Linked DNA regions of Cricetulus griseus: region 1 is linked to region 2. The links are chromatin contacts, called in public Hi-C maps. All regions are on one chromosome and are shown on one strand. Each heading gives the region's core, a stretch centred on a gene start, on an enhancer-like site or on the middle of the called end of the contact. The rest is flanking DNA. Distances are from core to core; before and after follow the strand shown.

Region 1 (7,330 bases), core at 601-3,100, 48 kb after region 2:
CCATATCCTCATCTAGTGAGTTCCCTCTCTCCATCTTTTAAATTCCCCTCACCAGTATCATTTAATGAGCCTGGAACCATTATAACTAAAATTAGTCCCAAACACCCCTGGGCACCTTATCAATAAGGTTCTCAGCACAGGAGGGGTAGTGTTAGGACTAGGACCAGGATAAGAGAATTGTTCCCTTCATTTCCCATTCTGTTCTTGCAAACAATGGGAGGGATGGCCAATTCATTCCAATTGATAGCCTGTTGACCATGCCACACTTGAATAATTTAGTTCTTTTTTCAATGTCACCAGTAAACAGCCCCCTCCCCTAATCAGTCCTTCAAGATACCAACATGGCCATTGGGCTTAATCTTCTGGCCACTGCCAGACACATGGTGTCACCTCCGTCAGGTCAAGCCACTAATTGGGGCTGAACAGCTGAACTCTGTCCCCACTCCAGCTCAAGAAATGAAATACGAAACACAAGCGGTCACATCTAACCCAGCAGTCCCAACCGGTCTGGTTCTGGGTGGCTCTGGGTGGCTCTCACCAGAACTTCCAACCTTAACAAAACCAAAGACACCCAGTGTACTCTGAGGGGCACACCACCCATTCATCGTGCGTGTCTCACAAACACTAATGAACGATGAAATTTTTAGCTAAGTTGCAGGAGGACAGAGGGGATCCCTGGAAGATGAAGTTTAAAGAGAATTTTTACTTAAACGCATGCAGGGAGACGCGATAGAAAAATCTAGATGCTGGCCTCAGGCACAACGTTTTTTATGTGCTAACGGGACTAGAGGCCTCCTGCACAGGTGGGGGACTGCCACAGCCTCGTGGCTCTGTGGATACTATAATAGTTCATAGAGCGGCTGGGAGAGGTAAGACTTAAACAGAAGGAAAACCATCTCAGCAAAGTGGAGCCAGGAAGGAAAAGGGGAATCAAGAAAGCGTGTGAGCGGGGAGCAAGGGAGAGCCTGGGAGGGGGCGCAGACTCTCCCTATGTTCTTTTCTGCCAAAGGTTGACTGACTTGTTTCAACCTGGCACCCGCGTGGCCCAGAACAAAAGCGCTCGCCTGGGCCTCCGCGTGGGGAGAGGGACCGCGCACACCTTACAGTGTGCAGGAGGCAAGCAGGTCAGCTGCTGGTCACAGAGGGGGAAGCACAAGGGTGGGATTGGGAGAGGTAGAACAGTGTGCCACCACTGTCCCCATCCAGCCTGACACACATCTGGCGCAGGTACTCGTGTCCTGAAGCGCTCTCAGGGGTGACAGAGGTTCAGTCTTAGGAACCCAGTTGGTGGTCACGCTCCAAGTACGGGCGCGGCACGGTGCCACTTTACCTGAGCGCAGAGGGTCATCCGGAGAAGCCATGAAGACCGAGAGACGAGTGTCCGAGCGGGGCTGGGCAGCCTCTGGGACCCCAGAGAACAGCAGGATCGCCGGGACCCAATCTCCTGCTGTGGCAACGCGCGATTCTAAGGCTCTGTGCGCTGCCCTGCTGCTGCTCCTTCTCCTCCCTTCCCTCCTCTTGATCTCTGCCACTTCTTCCTCGTGCTCACTTCCTGCAATTAGCAAAGCCCCTTCTCGGCGCAAGCGTCTCTCCAGAAGTCTGGAGAGGATCCCGTGGTTGCGGTTAAGCACGAGAAGACTCGGGGGGGCCCGGAGCACGTTTCCTGTCGGTTCCTGGGGCCTAGTGCGCAGGTCCCACGATCGGGGCACACGGGATCGCAGCTGGAAGGGCCTTTCGGCCAACCTTGCACCCGCTGCCACACGCGCGAGTGGCTTTCCTGGTTTCTAATCTCGCTCTCAGCTAGGACACCAAAGCGCTCCCAGCGAGCTTCTTGCACAGGCCCGGGCTGGGACGCCTGCCGGCGATCTGATGTTTGAACAGTTTCCTAATCTTCAGGCAGCCTGAACGGCTGCATGACCGCACACGCTAGCACTTTCTATTTTGATGTTTCTTTGGCATTAGTTACTGCCTGACCTCCTGGGTGAGCGCTACACAAAGGATCGGGAAGAAAAGCCAGTCGCCAGGTCTCTTGCTCACTCCTCTGGAGGAAAAACAAACAAACAAACAAAAACAAAACAAAAACCCCACAGTGTAGAGTTCTGTCAAAAATGCAGAATCCACTGGCCCTTGAACGAATTGAGATTTAGTTTAAGTGGGATTTTATGCTAAGTGAGCAGAGAATGTGATCCTTTAAAATGGCTATATTTCTATATCTTACTTTAATTTAAAACTTAAAGTTATTTTTAAACCACATGGGGGGGGGGTATTTACACGTGAAAGCAGTGCCTACAGAGTCCAGAGAGGGCTTTGGATTTTCCCGGAGTTGGGGTTGCTAGGAACTGAATTTGGGTCCTCTGCAAGACCAATAAGCACTCAATGCTAAGCCACCTCTCCAGCTTTAGTGGCCGTATTTTCTTTTCTTTTCTTTTCTTTTTTCTTTTTCAACACAGGGTTTCTCTGTGTAGCTTAGGAGCCTGTCCTGGCGCTCACTCTGGAGACCAGGCTGGCCTCGAACTCACAGAGATCAGCCTGCCTCTGCCTCCCGAGTGCTGGGATTAAAGGCGAGTGCCACCAACGCCCAGCCTAGTGGCAGTATTTTCACTAGCTGTATCTGCCTTATACAAAGGTTACAGACAATTTAAATTTAACAGGAATCTCTGAAAGGTATCTTAATAATCTACATCGGCCCTTGAACAGGACCATAGCAAGGAACTTACTCGGAGGTGGTTTGTGGGATTGTAAACATTTACCAAAATCACAAACAAGAAAATATCTAGGGACAGTGGGTGTGACTCAGTGGTAGGACATATGCTTAGTATGCTGTGGTGTGTTGGTTTGATACCAGCATTGCAAGAAAAAGGAAGGAAAGAGAGAGAGAGAGAAGGTGAAGGAAGAACGAGAGAAAGGAAGAACAGGAGAATAAGGAGTAAACCAGTGGTTGTCCCACAAGTAGGTGGCTGTCATGCAGGACACATTTTCCAGACAATTTAGGCTACTGAGAAGAGCTTTTGTTTACTTTAGTTTTTTTTATTGTTCTGTTTTGTTTTTCAAGACAGGGTTTCTTTGTGTAGCTTTGGAGCCTATCCTGGCACTTGGTCTGGAGACCAGGCTGGCCTCAAACTCACAGAGATCCACCTGCCTCTGCCTCCCAAGTGCTGGGATTAAAGGCGTGCGCCACCAACCCCCAGCTTTTAGTTTTTAAAAATTAAGTATAAGTATATCATCTTCCCTTCCTTCTCCTGCCTGCAATCTCCCCCCTTCCCATGCCCCTCTTTGCTCCCTTCCCAATTCATGCCTCCAATTATTCTCTCTCTCTCTCTCTCTCTCTGTCTCTCTCTCTCTCTCTCTCTCTCTCACACACACACACACACACACGTATGTATATATTTATGTATGACCTTCTGGGTCCTTTTAATGTTTCTCGAATGTATGTGATTTCATTGATGACCAGTTGGTACTGGATAACCAATTAGTGGGCTCATCCCTGGGGAAGACTATTTCTCCCAATGTCAGCATTTTTTTAGTTACTTTCAATTCTTTATCTAGGGGTGGGGCCCTGTGAGATTTCCCCCTTCTACTTTTGCAGGTCTGTTGGTGTTGTCGCTGTTCAGGTCTTGATTAAGCAGCCATATTGTTGGGGTATCATGGGTGTAGCTTCTTTGTCATTTCTAGGAGACACAATCTCATAGCAGACTTAAGCTTTTATTGTCCTTTTCCAATTAATGTCTCAATATGTTTTGTTTTTACAAGGCAAGATAGATGGGGATAGATGATAGCATCTATTCATTGATGATTTTGAAAGGGGTTGAACCTAGGCCTTCATTTTAGTTTTTATTTTGAGATAGAATCCTGATGAGTTGCCCAGGCTGGGCTTGAACTAATACTTTAGCCCAGGCAGCAGTCCTGAACTTGCCATTCTTCTGTGTCAGAGGTTCTGGGATGACAGTCCTATACCACCAGGACCTGCAAATATTTTCTTAAATTTGATTCCATACACCAAGCAAAATTCCAAGCTCTGAGGCTAAAGAGATGGCTCATGGTTTAACAACATGTATTGCTCTTTCAAAGAACCTAAGTTTGGTTCCCAGCACTGTTGGTGAAAGTTTCTGTTCTGCCTGGTCCAGCAGCTGATTAGCCCCAAATAAACACACAAAGACTTACATTAATTTATAAACTGTTTGGCCTATGGCTAGGGCTTCTTACTGGCTAGTTCTGTCTTAATTATTAACCCATTTCTATTAATCTAAGTATTTCCATGTGCTCTTGGCTTACCCGGTAATGCCCCGGCATGTTACTCCTTCTGCCTCTACATAGTGTTCCCTGGTGGCTCCTTTCTGCTTTCCTCTCCGTAGCCTTCTCCTGGTCTGGTAGCCCTGTCTATGCTTTCTGCCTGGCTACTGGCCAATCAGTGTTTTATTCATCAACCAATAAGAGAAACATATATACAGAAGGACATCCCCCATCACAGTACCTGTGCCAGGTAGCTCACAATTGCTTGTAGTTCCAGCTCCATGAGAAGCCAACATCTCTGGTCTCCACAGATGCACGAACTCACACACACTCTCTCTCTCTCTCTCTCTCTCTCACACACACACACACACACACACACAAACACAAATATTATATATTATATATATATATATATATATTATATATATAGAGAGAGAGAGAGAGAGAGAGAGAGATTTAAAAAACCAACAACAAAACAAAACAAACCCAAGAACTGGATGGTCCTTTGTGGTCAAGTACTTGCCTGGCATATGCAAGATTTGAGAATCAGTTCTCACCACTGTCAAATAAGCATCTATGGGGAATTGGGAATGGCTTTGTTGGATAATTAGTCCAGGATATGCAGCTAGTGGTGGAAGAGTGGAGCATTTTGGAGGATCTGTGCACCAGGCAGAAGCATGTAGGACGAGTTTTTACACAACAGGAAGTCGGGAAGCTGGATTTTGGAGTGGCAGAAGAAAATTGGTGTTTTGGAAAGATTAGTTTGGCAGCTGTGCGTACGGGGAACAGGGAAGAGAAGGTAGGCGGGGAACTAATCTTTGCAGTCCACTGTAATTTTTAAAAAGTGTGTGTGTGGTATCTGCGTCTGTGTATAAGTGTGTGTGTGTGCACAGGGTGCATGCAGAGGCTAGAGGGTTCTGCTTCAGATCTTTGAGACAGCATCACACTGAACCTAGAGCCAGGCAGGCAACTAGCAAGCTTCAGTGGTCCCCCTGTCTCCACTCAACACCATCCTGAGGTTCCGGGTCAGTACATAGCCATATGTGGCCATGCCTGACTTTTTTATATAGGGGTGCTAGGATCTCTGGCTCTTTTACTTATTCAACAAATGCTCTTACCCATTGAGCTATACTATCCCCAGACTGTCAAGATACCATAGTTCTTTTTTTAATGATTTTTATTTATATTCTTTAATTACTACTCATATTTACCTATCCATCCCCCCCCATTCCCTCGCCCTCCCATCCTCCCATGTTCCCCACCCCCCCCAACCCATCCCACAACTCCTTCCCAGGGATAGTGAGGCCCTCCACCAGGGACCTTCAAAGTCTGTCATATTATTTGGGGGAGGGCCTAGGCTCTCCTTGCTGTATCTGGGCTGCAATAATATCCCTCCATAGGGAATGGGCTCCCAAAGTCCATTTGTGTTCTAGGGTTAAAGATTGGCTCCACTGTTAGAGGTCCCATAGACTCTATTGGCCTCCTAGCTGGCCACCCACATTCAGAGGGCTTGGTTTGGCCCAATGCTGTTTCCACAGCTTTATGACTAAGGTCTCCATGTTCTCGCTAGGTCAGGTCAACTGTTTCTACGGTTATCTGCAGCACTGTCTTGGCTTCTTTGCTCATCTCTCCTCCCTCTCCACAACTGGATTCCAGGGGTATGGCTCAGTGTTTAGCTATGGATTCCTGTTTCTGCTTCGAACATCTACTGATACCATAGTTCTTAAAGCAAATTTCTATCTTACCCACATGGGGCTGTTTGAATGTGAAATGTCACTCACAGACTCATGTTTTGATTACTTGATCCCCAGTCAGTGGTGCTATTGGGGGAGGCTGAGGAACCTTTGGGACATGGTGTTTGGCTGGCAGGTCTTTGAGGTTTACAATCCAACCTACTTCCAGTCTGGCTCCCTGCCTCCTGACCCACGTGCCTTTGAACAGCCATGACAGAAGCTCCTCCTCTCATGGATAGAGCCACCCCAGCCACTATGCCTTCCCCATCCTGATGGAGTTTACCTGGTAAAGCCAGGAGCCAATATGAACCTGTGCTCTCTGAGGCTATTCTTCAAAGAGTTCTGACACAGTGGTGGGAAAGGAGCTGGTATGTGGTGGGAATGCATTTGAAAACCCTCAGGGTCCTGATGCTTCTGGAAGCAGTCGTAGCTGAGTACTCATCAGTTGCCTAGTAGATCTGCATGTATTCATAAAGTAATGTGTAAAAAAATTATATTCCAAAATGTTAACCGAGGGACTAAAAACATTTAAAATATCTGTTTTGCTGGTTTGATTTCTGAGTGCGAAAAGCACTATGATTTTTTTTTTTTTTCCAAGACAGGATTTCTCTGTGTAGATCTGGCTGTCCTGGAACTCATTCTGTATACCAAGCAGGCCTCCAACTCCAAGATCCACTGCCTCTACCTCCCAAATGCTGAGGTTAAAGGTGTGCATTGCTACTATCTGGCTTCTTACTTTTCTTAGCATACAAAATAATTTGTGTAAATATGACATTTACATACATATCTGTCATTATGCTTTGCTCACTTGCACTTCCCATTATCCTCTCTTGTCACCCCCAACAAGTCCCATTCCTCCCCCTGTGGTATTCCTTCTGTGTCCCTGTCATATATGTGTGTATGTATGCCATATATAAGAGAAAACATGCAATATTTGACTCCCTCATTCTCTCCATTACCTTCTGTTACACCCTCTATTTAGATCCTTTCTTTTCCGTTTTTTTTAAAGATTTATTTATTTATTTATTTTACTTTTATGGATATGTGTATTCATATATACCACATGCATGCAGTGTCCCCAGAGGTCAGAGAGAGTGATGGATGCCCTGGAACTAGAATTCCAGGTGGTTGTGAGATGCCTGATATGGGTACTAGGAATCAAACTCAAGTCCTTTGTAAAAGCAAGTGCTCTTAACCAATAAGCCGTCTCTCCAGGCCCAGACCCCTTTCTTCTCCACATGTAAGTGGTTATACTTTTCTCTTTGTATGTGTGTGTGAGTGCATATATACATTCATGTGGTGTGAGTGCAGATGTGTGTTACCATGGGTACAAGCAAGCACAGACGACAACCTCGGGTGTCGGTCCA
Region 2 (7,279 bases), core at 879-3,378:
ACCTGAGAGGCTATTACTAGGTGTGGTGGTTTGAATGTGATTGGCCCCTATAATCTCATAGGGAGTGGCACTATTAGGAGATATGGCTTTGTTGGAGTGGGTATGGCCTTGTTGGAAGAAGTGTGTCACTGTAGGGGCTGACTTTGAGGTTTCCTATGCTCAGAACACTGCCCAGCATCTCAGTTGACTTCCTGTTGCTTGCAAGATGTAGGACTCTCAGCTACTACTCCAGCACCATGTCTGCCTGCATGCTGCCATGCTCCCCATCTTATGACAATAGACTGAACCTCTGAACTGTAAGTGAGCCACCCCAGTTGAATGTCTTCGTTATGGGCTGCCATGGTCATGGTGTCTCTTCACAGCAGTGGAAACCCTAACTAAGACACCATGTGATCTGTGTATCTTCCCTTTCTTAATCTGTAGAACACAGTGCAGCAGAAAGCTGTGGCTAGGGTTATAGAAAGCTGCTGGTGGCCCAGGTCAGACGGGGGTCTAACTGTTGGACATGGCTCTGTAGGACTCTTGAGTTGGGGTTTCTAGGGAAATGATTGTTTTATTTTTGTTTCTTTGACACAGGGTCTCATTCTGTAGCCAAGGCTAACCTGAAACTCACTAAGTACCTCAGCCTCCTGAGAACTGGGATTACAGCTGTAAGTTAATACACCTGCTAAGAATGAATCTTGGAGGGGAACAGGTGCTTAATGACACTGCAGTTTTTCCCCTACTAACTCACCCAAAAGGCAAGGTTCTGACATCTCAGTCTTCTACAAGGAGAGCATACCATTCTGATTTCTCTGTATTTATTAATTAACCGAATTCTTGCCGTTAATGGGCTCAGGCTCCCTCGGGTTCCTCTGCATCTGAATTGTAGGCATTTCATCCTTGCCATCAGGTGTGTCTAGTAAATCTCTAACATTACTGTTCTTGGTTTTCATTAGGAGGGCACAGTGAAATTCCTGGTCCCCCGGTGTTGAGGATTTTGTTTTTCCCACAAAGAATTATTTTGTTTAGAGAGCCTAGGATACCGCTATACAGGTTTTTGTCCTCTACTAAAGCCCACACGAAATTTCCCAAAGGGAAAAGCATTGATGATATCAAGAACCTTTAGAAATGAAAGTTCAAAAGGTGCTGGACAAGTGTGGTCTGTCTGCAATGTTGAAATGTTGGAACTTTGTCAAATGGCAGTGGTCACCAAGCGGTGGTTTACGCCACATCCCTTCCTCTTGATCCATATGCCCTCTTTCACTGTATACTCAATAATGTAAACAAGTGAATAAATAAATAAGTGGATGGATGAATAAATGAATGAAAATGTCCAGTTGTTTATTGACTTTTAATTTCATTGGCGCTAAATATTTGCTCCCTCAAATCCCCACCCCACCCCGCCATGTCCCCAGCCACTTATTATTTCCAACTCGGGGCAGCCAGCCTCTGCCTGACTGCCTGCCAACTAACTGGAAAACAAACAAAAAACAAACAAACAAACAAAGCAAAAGCAAAAAACAAAAGAATGAATCTTGGAAAGAATAAAACTCACTCAGATACTTTAGCTCAAGGGTCAGTGTTTTTAGAGAGTCTGTGTGTATGGTGTGTATGTGTGTAAATGATGTGTGTGTGTATGGTGTGTGTGTTATGATGTGTGTTTGTGTGTATGGTGTGTGTATGATGTGTGTGCTTGTGTGTGGTGTGTGTGTGTATGGTGTGTATGTGTATGATGTGTATGTATATGTGTGTGGTGTGTATGTGTATGATATGTGTGTGTATGATGTGTGTATGATGTATGTGTATGATGTGTGCGTATGATGTGTGTGTATGATGTATGTGTATGATGTTTGTGTGGTATGTATGTGTATGATGTGTGTGTGAATGATGTATGTGTATGATGTGTATGTATTGTGTATATATGTAAGTATGTGTGTGTATGTGTGTGTATGATGTGTGTGGCGTGTGTATGCACACCTGCTGTGGTGCACATGGAGAGGTCAGAGGACAGCTTTGTGGACTCATTTCTCTCTTCTGACCTTTACTCGAGTTTCATCATTTAAATTCAGATTGCCATGCTTATTCAGAAAGGGCTTGTAACTGGTGAGTCATCTGCCCTATTCATTATCTCTCTGTATGTGTGTATGCACACATGCACATGTGTGTGTACATGTGTTTATTCAGAGGCCAGAAGGAATCATTGGGTGTTGGCTTTTTGTTGTTGTGTTGTTAACTTGACATAAGCTAGAGTCATGGGGAAGAGGGACAACTGAGGAATTGCTTCCATTACATTGGCCTATTGGCATGCCTACAGGGCATTCTCATGACTAATGGTTGATGTGGGAGGGTCCAGCCTTTCCTAGGCTGGTGGTCCTGGGTTCTGTAAGAAAGCAGGCTGCACAAGCCCTGGGTAGCAAGTCAGTAAGCAATGCTCTTCTGTGGCCTCTGCTTCAGTTCCTGCCTTGAGCCCCTATCTTGGGTCTCTGATAGGTTCTAAACCACAAGCCAAGTAATCCTGTCTTCCCCCACGTTGGTTTGAGTCAGTGTTTTCATCACAGCGACACATTTCCTTTACTGTTCTTCGCCTGTTCCTTTGAGGCAGGGCCTTCCTTTGAACCCAGGGCTTGTGTTTTTCAGCTGGGCTGAAATTCAGCAAGCCCCAGTGATTCCCCAGTCTCTTCCCTACTCATGGGTGCAGCAAGTGTGCCTAATCACTGAGCCATCTCTCCAGCCTGGAGCTTGGCATTGAGCCAAGATCCTCTCTGTTCATATTCCTCCTTATCTTTTATTGAAAACCCAAGCCAGCTTTATTAACACACCTACTTTTCTAGACACTTGGGGAAGAGGTGTGTGCAGACATAACCACTAACCAGAATCAGAAGTCACATCCACACACTTGTCTCATCAAACTCTGCCTGCCATAGGCTAGCCCCCAGAGCTGCCCCTACCACTCACTGAACCTTCTGGGGAGTAGAGGCCCTGACTGAAGGTGGAAGAGGCTGTGTTGTTTCTGGAAACAGCGCCATTTGTTGGAATAGGATTTGGGGTTAAAGTTCAAGTCCGAGTTGACCTTTAGCACTTCAGGCAGTTGGTATATGTGGTAATCTTAGCAGTTCTTCATAATGGCTGAATGACTCTAGATCACATGTGCATGACAGCATCCACTGGGGGATCTGGGCTCATCTCTTGTGAGTCCTTCTGGCATGGACGAACCTCAAAGGTTTGAGAGAGGGAAATACTGCACAGGGCTCCAGCATCTAGAGCTGGCCTCATTCACAGGCTGGGGAGATGGCTCATTCAGTAAAATGCTTGTCACACAAGCATGAGGACCTGCAGTGCACACAAAAGCCAAGCACAATGGTATACACCTGCAATCCCAGCATCTGGGAGGTGGGAGACAGCTGGTCGGTCCCGATGCTCACTGGCCGGCCAGCCTAGCTTCCCACCCCCTGCAGGGAAGTCATGCAGCTTTAAAATGGACTTTCTCCTCGCTCAGTCTTCAGATATGTGTGTCTCCTGGCCAGGGGAAGGGCAGGAGGCTTGAAGTGGAGGCACATTTGTTTAGTTAGGATCAGAGGTGAGTTTGAGACCAGCCTGGTCTCCAGAGCGAGTGCCAGCCCGGATAGGCTCCAAAGCTACACAGAGAAACCCTGTCTCAAAAAACCAAAAGAAAAAAGAAAAAAAAGAAAAAAGAAATCAGAGGTGAGGCTGGGCATTGGTGGAGCACACCTTTAATTTGGGAGGCAGAGGCAGTTGGATCTCTGTAAGTTCCAGGCCAGCCTGGTCTACAGAGTCAGTTCCAGGTCAGTTTCCAAAACAATACAGAGAAACCCTGTCTTGAAACAAACAAACAAACAAACAAACACAAAGATCAGAGGTAAATATTGTACATTTGCTATGGTTTGAATATGACACGTCCCCTACAGGATTAGGACTTTAGGTCTTAAGCTGGTGGCACTATTTGAGGGAGATTGTGGAGCCTTCAGGGGATAGGGCCTTTCTAGAGGAAGTGGGTTGCTGGGGGAGGGGGTCCTTGAGGGTTATATCTTTACCCTGTGCACCTGCCTGTGCGCGCACACACACCAATCAGATACATGGAGGCACAGCTTTGTGCCTCCCTTTATGAAGTTACTGACATTTTAAAACATTCACTATAGAGTTAGTATTTTTAAATGACCTTTACTTACCGATTTTACTTGTGTATGCCGGAGTACACATGTGGAGGTCAGAGAACTTGTGGGAGTTGGTTCTCTCTTCCCACCATGTGGGTCCTGGGGATTGAACTCTGTCAGGCTTAACAGTAAATTCCTTCACCCACTGAGCCACTTTGCTCAGTTTCTCTTTACTCATTGTAATGGGGGACGAGGAGGACCTCTGACTCCAGTAAACAATCTGATACTTGTGGGGAGAGGTTACAAGGCCTGAGAGATCACAGGCCTTTGGGGGCAGTCTTGGGGGGGCACCTTCTTGGTCTAGTTCCTCGGAGATCAACAAGGAGCTGGCTCTTTGGTGTCAACAATTGCTTGAATGAAGCTTGAAGGAATCTGGCCCCATCTCTGAAATCTTCCCAACCTAACATTTAAGTATTAATTCATCATCTCCTTGGTTACCCTGCTTGTTCCCAGTTCAGGAAGCTTTGCCAGAAACAGACAAAACAATGTCCATTATGTGTTTCTGTCAAGTGCTGTGTAAAAGAACTGTCTGTTTTCAGGAAGACTAAAAGTGAATCTGACATGGACTTGAACAGACTTTTGCTGCGAGGTACCAAGGGCATGTTTTACTTAGACTGCATTTTTTTTTTCTTAAAACTTTTCTGTTTTGAAATTGCACCTTACATTGAGTTTTTGAACTGTAATTAGGCAACCGTGATAATTGCTAATGGCTTAAAGTCAAGCTGGGATAGTTTCAAAACAGACATATGTTAGGTCCCTGGATAGAGTCATAAAGAGTCTTCCTCATTTAAACTGACAGGGATGATTTTGTTTGGATGTGATGACAGAATGAGGAGAGCAATGAATTCAAGCAGGTAACAACTTGTTTGTTTTTGATACTGGGTCACTCTAGCAGACACATGAAAGATGAGCTGCAGAGGGCAGTGAGTCTAAGAAGTGGTTCTCAGCCTGTGGGTCTGGGACCTCTTTGGGTTCCCATATCAGATATTTACATTATGACTCATAACAGTAGCAAAATTACAGTTATGAAGCAACAATGAAATAATTTTATGGTGGGGGCGGGTCACTACAACATGAGGAACTGTACTAAAGGGTCATAGCATTAGGAAGGTTGAGAACCACTGGTCTAAAGAGACGGGGGGCAGCCGGGTGGTGGTGGTGCACACCTTTAATCCCAGCACACGGGATGGATTATGGTATGCAGTATACATGTATGTGGAGGCTAGAGGTCAATCTCCAGTTCTCCAGCATCATTCCTCTGTGAGTTCGAGGCCAGCCTGATCTACAGAGAGAGTTCCAGGACAGGCTCCAAAGCAATACAGAGAAACCCTGTCTCAAAAAAACAAAACCAAAAAGGGAGGGGCAGTTCCCATTATAGAGTAGCTAGATAAACTGCATGACGAGATGTAGTCATCCTAATCCTAGTGATTGCCAGGCAGACACAGTAATCTCTCTCTCTCTCTCTCTCTCTCTCTCTCTCTCTCTCTCTCTCTCTCTCTCTCTGTGTGTGTGTGTGTGTGTGTGTGTGTGTGTGTGTGTGTGTGTATGTGTCCTACTAGCCAGCCAGTTCAGGAGGTGGTGGCAAAAGCCTTTAATCCCAGCACTTGGGAGGCAGAGGCAGGTGAATCTCTGTGAATTTGAAGTCAGCCTAGTCTACAGAGTGAGTTCCAGGACAGCCAAAGCTGTTACACAGGGAAACCTGTCTTGAAAAACCAACCAACCAAACAAACAAACAAAAAACCAAAACAAAAAACCCCAACCCCAAACAAACCAAATCTTGGTGGATGGCACCAGAGGAATGATGCCGGAGAACTGGAGATTGACCTCTAGCCTCCACACAGCATGCCATGTGTATTGCAATCTTGTGTATGCGTGCTCATGGGCACACACACACACACACACACACACACACACACACACACACACACGATCATTGGCTCAGATGGCAGGGGTTAGAAGATTGCTTTAGAGACCAGCTAGGATTACATAGAGAAACCCTGTCTCAAAAACAACCCAAAGAGAAATAGACCAGGAAGAGGAGGAGAGTCTTAAGGATGCCCTGAGCTGCTGGTGGATGGTTGACACAGAGAACTCTGGTGGGACACAAAACCATGAGGATGAATCAAAGATCTGGTTGAGTCTGAGGTGTTGATAAGTCTCCAGAGATATCAAGCCCATAGATACCTTAGAGGACGGACTGGGTCAGAGGAGGCAGGCAGTAATGGTGAAACAGCTCCTCACATACAGACACAGTGCACTGGAGACTCTCCTGGAAGGCTAACTGCTCATCCTTCCTCCCGTACAGTGTGCCTGGACCATCTTTGCCCTGGACCACCTTTGCCCACATTCCCCAGTCCTATCAGTCCTTACCTTCAGTGACTGCCTGTCTACAGCTCCTGGAATGCAGGGCTGTGTTGTTTATCTTAGCATCTCCAGCATCTGGAACACATTTCAGCAAACCACTGGGTGTTCAAATAATGGATGATGGTGCTAAGAAGACATGAGCTGATGACCACACTGAAATCTACACAAAGTAGGACTTAAGGGATGGCTCAGCCGGTAAAGTGCTATTTGTTTGACCACAAGGACCTGAGTTTGATCCCCATAACCTATATAAAAATGCTGCACATCGTGGCATACACTTGTTATTCCCTGAGGAGACAGAGACAGGAAGACCTCTTGAGCTCACTGGTCATTTAGCTTGACCTAATCTGTGAGCTCCAGGCCAATGAGAGACCTTGCCTCAAAGGAGATGAGTGGTGTGTGTCTGTGAGGCTGACTCCAAGGTTGTCCTCCAGCCTCTACATGTATACACACACATGCAAAACACCCCTTCCCAGAAACACATAAACATTAAAAAATGAGGCATCCATTGGAACAGCAGTTGACATCAGTCTTTAATCTTGTAGCACCCATTATTACAGTTATAAAATCTTTCCTTATTCATAAGAAAGCCAGAATCATACAGAAGATGAAAAAGTAGACAGAGTCACAGGGATAGCACCAAGGTATACAGATGGTATTTGGGGACACAGGGATTTAAGATGCTTTACTTTCTCAGGCTGAAATGTCTAGCATAAGCTCCCAAGGGGGTGCTGCAGCAGACAGTGGTCACTAGACTGTCA

Evidence for each region. A called contact is a pair of places that touch in the nucleus more often than the background predicts.
Region 1: a Hi-C map of fibroblasts shows a contact between it and region 2, with 2.7 times the contacts expected there. The contact joins the promoter of Edaradd here to the enhancer-like site in region 2. A contact is called at or near these places in 3 of 8 Hi-C or Micro-C datasets (the CHL-YN cell line, the CHO-K1 cell line and fibroblasts).

Annotation. Positions count from the first base shown.
Region 1 is chr3:236,528,070-236,535,399 of CriGri-PICRH-1.0, forward strand. It overlaps Edaradd (ectodysplasin-A receptor-associated adapter protein), which reads right to left and starts at 1,851. Exons shown (of 7, transcript XM_027409444.2): 1 at 1,331-1,851. The coding sequence starts at 1,348.
Region 2 is chr3:236,479,858-236,487,136 of CriGri-PICRH-1.0, forward strand. Edaradd (ectodysplasin-A receptor-associated adapter protein) reads right to left here. Exons shown (of 7, transcript XM_027409444.2): 7 at 7,027-7,279. Among named protein-coding and RNA genes, the nearest start is that of Lgals8, 11 kb to the left of the region's middle. Within about 2 kb of position 2,129, at least 1 of the 6 cell types and tissues checked has open chromatin away from gene starts, as enhancers often do. A contact at or near this core is called in fibroblasts, where this site is marked.